Linked DNA regions of Callithrix jacchus: region 1 is linked to region 2. The links are chromatin contacts, called in public Hi-C maps. All regions are on one chromosome and are shown on one strand. Each heading gives the region's core, a stretch centred on a gene start, on an enhancer-like site or on the middle of the called end of the contact. The rest is flanking DNA. Distances are from core to core; before and after follow the strand shown.

Region 1 (2,700 bases), core at 195-2,694, 170 kb after region 2:
TGAGGATTAAATGAATTGATTATTTTAAAGCCCTTGGGACAATGCCTGGCACAGTTTAATCTGGTATATAAGTGTTTATTGAAATAAGTACCTTTAAATTGATTAAATATTGGTGGACCTATTGCTAATTATCCATAGCCTTGGACAACTTTGCCCTTCTAGGATTTAATCTCCCCATCTGTGACATGATAGGTTTGGGTCAATGTTCCTTCTAGGTCTATAGTTCCTGACTTTCAGGGCAAAGACTTAGTGAAAGTGGCAAGAGAGGAGCTAGCAAAGCCACTGAGAGCCTCTGCAGCTGATCTAGGGACTGCGGCCTGAGGAGAGGAGGAGATTAAATGATTAAACCAGCAGCCCGTCCACTCCTAGCAGGGGTCCCTCTGCAGAGCACTCAGCCTTTTTTTTTTTTTTTAAAAAAGTCTTTGATTGTTCTCTATGTAGTATCTGGACATGCCGCAATATATTTTACAAGTGACACTAATGTCTAGTGGACTCAAACCGACAGAATTGATGACTAGATCAGTGTAGTCCTGGTTATAGAGAAAGTAAGCAAGTATTGTTCCGAATGCTCACTTGGCGGATAAGCACTTTGGATGAGTTCATGTTCCTGCTGCTCAAGTTAAAACAGCCTCTTTATATTGAGGGCGACTGGATTTTGTTTTGGAAAGGTTCCAAGTACAAGGCCATCAGCAGTGACTCCTGAGAACCGAGTGCAGTAGGACTAAGGAGACAGAAACACTTAGGAATCACAGTCAGTCTTTTTCTAACTAAAAATAGCTAAGACCAGGGAGTCAAGAAAAGCTGGGAGCAAGGGAGAAAATGGACCCAATGCACAATTGTGTGAGACCTGTTTCACGCGACTCTTGTCACCCAACACGTTGCTCAGTCCATTTGAATCATCATTTTTGTCACAGTGCCAACTCGTATATGTGGTTTAAAGCCCTGCGCTATAACATAGGGCACAGTTCAGTTTCTAGACAGGAAAAACGTGCCTTAGCTAAAATCTTATGAAGAACTATTACAAAAGCATATGCCATTTTATGTTATGGATACTAAAAACAGATCTATTGTAGAACAGTAATGCAACATCATTATGTTATATAATTGCATGTATCATTTCTAATTAACTTTTAGTGAAAGAACTTACGGTATCGGCTGGAGATAACTTAATAATAACTTTTCCCGACAATCAAGTTGAACTGAAGGCCTTTGTCGCGCCAGCGCCACCTGCAGGTGAGAGTTTAACCTTCCTCCCTCACCACTGGGAACTGACACGCTGTTTACAACGCGATTCTGTTTCACAACGTCGCACAACGTGGCAAACGAAGGTGGAAGACAAGGCATTGATTACCCTAAGCATCAACGTTTGTTGAAACAGTTTAAAGTGCAGTAAGAGCCTAGGACATTAAATACAGTAGATACCGTCTAATTGGCCAGGATGGAAAGTCATACATTTCTGATGGTGGAAAGCAGAGCAGGACAGGCTGCCACGTACCAGTTCTTGACCTGTGATAATAACCTGTAGAACCTGGGAAGATTCCACTGGAATGGGAGGGAAGTGGTGCGCACCCATAGGTCTGTTCGCAGATGCCGTGGTGTTGACAGTCGTGGCTCTGAGGTTCTCAGGATACCTCACACTAGTTGCTCAGAAAGATTTATTCACAGTGCTCTTTCTTCTACTTGTCCAGTCCTCTACCATTCAGTGAACATTTGACCTGGGACCTGTGGCCTGCCAAATGCATTGTTTTTAAGGTAGACTCATTCTTAAGGTGTTTGACTATTTCTCATTTGGGTTAGTTCCTTGATTCATTTTTTTCTCCATAACATATGGGTCAAATTTTTATAAACAGAGATGACAATATTTGGCATTTGCATGTGAATCCTTTGAGATGAGGTACCTTATACTTTACTAACATCTTAAGGTGGGAGACAATTTTGTCTTCACAGAGACATGTTTATACTCTGTTTTCATGTCCTTAAATAATAAACCCCTACAACAGATCAAATGAACTGAAGTCTCCTTGCCTTTTGTTAAAAAGAGAAAAGCACAGTGCGTTATACTATGTTAAAACTGATTGGGTCATCAGATGTAGAACCCTAGGAAAAAAGTCATCAAATACTAATGGTCAAGTTAGGGAGCTTTATTTTTAACTTTATACATTAAAAAAATTCCTGTAAGTTGTATGCTTTTGTAACAAAAAAAGAAATTTTATATTAAGTAGATACATGTTATTCTTTACCTGGCTGAGAGTTGAAAATCAAGTTCCTAAGATGATAGCAAAACTGAGGGGATATAAACAAATAAACAAAAAATATATAAGTTAGAAGAAAGCAGAGTTTAGTATATCTAAGGAAATCTGTGCTGGTGGTTTTAAGGCCAACATTGGCCCTCTGCCCACGTTGCCCAGTGACCTCTCAGAATTCATAACTACTCATATTTATTTTTTGCTCTCAGAAACAACCTACAACTATGAATGGAGTTTAATAAGCCACCCCATAGACTACCGAGGTGAAATAAAACAAGGACGCATGCAAACTCTTACCCTCTCTCAAGTAAGTAACTGCAGATGGGTTGTGTTAGACAGCACAGCGTACGGCATAGAGCTCAGTTAATTAAGACCTTCTCAGCTGTGGAACCCAAACATCTTTCTTTCTTTTCTTTTTTTTTTGAGACGGAGTTTCGCTCTCATTACCCAGGCT
Region 2 (2,700 bases), core at 35-2,534:
ACGTGTCGGTGTGTGCCTGCAGTCCCAGCTACTCGGGAGGCTAACGCAGGGGAATCGCTGGAACCCGGGAGGCGGAGGTTGCAGTGAGCCGGGATCCCACCGCTGCACCCCAGCCAGGATGACAGGGCGAGATCCCGTGTCAAAAACAAACAAAGCAAAAAAAAAAAAAAAAAAAAAAAAAAGAAACAAACAACAACAACAACAAAACAGCTTAGGAAACCAAACCATCTACTTTGTAGGGGCATCCTGCCATTTTCCACTTTATTTCATGTTAAGAAAATGTTGTTTGGGCCCCAGTAAACAGACCCCGGGCAACGTTCTTCCAGCTGCGGGGCGCGGGCCCCGGGCGGGGATCTCGGGATTACTGAGTGAGCCGTGAGCCGCCCTGCTCAGAAACGTGCAGCCGATAAGAACGGAGACGAGAAATCCTGCCGCGATCTGCGCCTCACTCGGTTACACGGCTGCGATGTCAAACGTACGTGAGCATGAAAGAAGCTGAGAACCACTCACCGAGTCAGCCTAACCCTTGACAGCTTTCCCGCCCCGTACTTGCCTGTCACTCTCCAGTCCCTTTAACAGCTACCTTAAAACCCTGGCGCAGGACAGGGTCCGTGCGAAACCCGTTATCAACAACGCCGGTATCCGCTGAATGGGAGACGCAGGACTCAGCGACCTTTTCCCGTGAGCCAGATTTACAGACCCCTCAGATCAGGACCGGCCACTTAACTGCCAAGAGGACGGGATGTTCCGCCTCATCCCCACAGCCACGCGCGCCCAGGCTGAGTCCCTAAGCCCGGACCCAGCCAGCTAGTCCCGGAGCGCCGGGCGAGGGGGCGGGCGGTGCGGTCCCGCGCGCCCGAGCCTACCAATCGCGGCGCGCGCCTCGGGAACGACGCCCGCCAACCAATCGGGAGCGCGGAAGTGAGAGCGCGCCAAAACCGACCCAGCCAATGAGGCAGTCCCTAGAGTCGCCTCCCTACCCCGCCCCGGCTGCCGCGACCGTTCAACAACCCCTCGGCCCTTACCCCTGCCGTGGCCCCGCAGCTGTCAGAGGAGGCTTCAGCTGCTGGCAGGAGCGAAAACGAGGCTTCTAGGGGCCGTACGCTTTGCGCCCCTGCGTACCCACCTCCTGCCACCTCTTTCACACTGACGGGGTGGAGACGCTCAATCCTCGTAACGGACGCAGGTGGCTGTGGCAGCGGCACCTCGAAAAAGGCCGCAGCTCACCAACGCTGATCCCCACGGTCGCTGGAGTGTCCGACGCTCGCTGCAGTATAGACCTTCTAACTTCGCTCGCCCGCTCGGGACAACCACGTGACCACCCGACGCAGACGAGGGGCGGGGCCTTCAGAATCCCGCGAATGGCCTCTCCCCTCCGCCCCGCCCCTTCCTGCGTCTGCGCGGTCAGCGGTAGCGTGCACTAGAGGACGGCGCAGGCTGGGAGGTCTGTTTTCTTTGACCCGCCCCTCCGATCCTGCGCTCGGAACTTCCTTAAAATGCAAAGTTTTAGCCCTTAACCAAAGGCGGAGAGATTTGCCTCCATTAGTCGTTAACACCGGAAGGACAAAATACTGAATTTTCATATATGTATTAATGTGTAGTGCACGACATGTATTTGTGTGAAGCTCTGGCTCCACGGACTCGTACTAGGAACTTTTATATTTTGATTTTTTGTGTTTTGACTATGTCGTAGTGCAATCGCAATGGTTCAGGGAGACCGCGATCGCTTAATCCTGCTGCTGTTCACGGAGCGCCTACTACGTGCCAGTTACTGCTGTTCTAGGCACTGAAATTACAACTGCTGTTGCAAGTTAAAGGAGCAGAAAAAACTTGGTAATAATTACGTTTAGCCTTTCCTTATTGAATAAAATTCTCGGCCGGGCACGGTGGCTCACGTCTGTAATCCCAGCACCTTGGGAGCCCGAGGCCGGTGGAGCCCCTGAGGTCAGGAGTTCGAGACCAGTCTGACCAACATGAAGAAATGTCTCTGCTAAAAATATAAAAATTAACTGGACGTGGTGACTGACGCCTGTAATCCCAGCTACTCGGGAGGCGGAGGCAGGAGAATCGCTTGAACCCGGGAGGTGGAGTTGCAGTGAGCCGAGATCTGGCCACTGCACTCCAGCCTAGGCAACAGAGCGAGACTGAAAAAAAAATTATCAGACGAGTGCCCTGTGAACATAGTACGTTTGGGCACACTGGAGTCCAGTCAGAGCTTTTGTTTACAACTACCACAGATATTAGCACAAGGCTGTTTTCCCATTTCTGAACTTTTCATGGGAGTATCATTCTCACGGGGAAGTTCGAGATCAGCCTGGCCAACTTGGTGAAACTCTGTCTCTACTAAAAATACAAAAATTAGCCAGCGTGGTGGTTCACGCCTGTAATCCCAGCTACCCGGGAGGCTGAAGCAGGAAAATCCCTTGAACCCAGGAGGTGGAGGTTGCAGTGAGCAGAGATCACACCACTGCACTCCAGCCTGGGTGACAGCAATACTCTGTCTCAAAAAACAACAAAAAAAAAAGGAAGAAGAAGAAGAAATTATATTTATAAAGCAGATAATACATTGACTAGAAAACTATCAAAAGACTGGGGTTTTTGTCACCACCAACATGTTAAAAAAAAAAAAAAGACTGGTTTTACAGAATAAGAATTCTAGTTGGTGGTAAGCATAAGCAGTATGTTGTCTGAAACACCAAC

What was found. A called contact is a pair of places that touch in the nucleus more often than the background predicts.
Region 1: a Hi-C map of induced pluripotent stem cells shows a contact between it and region 2, with 2.1 times the contacts expected there. The contact joins the enhancer-like site here to the promoter of GMNN in region 2. A contact is called at or near these places in 3 of 3 Hi-C or Micro-C datasets (induced pluripotent stem cells and skeletal muscle).

What each region holds. Positions count from the first base shown.
Region 1 is chr4:6,126,442-6,129,141 of calJac240_pri, forward strand. It overlaps KIAA0319 (KIAA0319 ortholog), which reads left to right. Exons shown (of 22, transcript XM_078368194.1): 6 at 1,135-1,233; 7 at 2,456-2,553. The region is part of intron 1 of LOC118152733 (a long non-coding RNA gene); the gene reads right to left. Among named protein-coding and RNA genes, the nearest start is that of KIAA0319, 63 kb to the left of the region's middle. Within about 2 kb of position 1,445, at least 2 of the 16 cell types and tissues checked have an H3K27ac peak or open chromatin away from gene starts, as enhancers often do.
Region 2 is chr4:5,954,032-5,956,731 of calJac240_pri, forward strand. GMNN (geminin DNA replication inhibitor) reads right to left here and starts at 1,285. Exons shown (of 7, transcript XM_008993884.5): 1 at 1,026-1,285.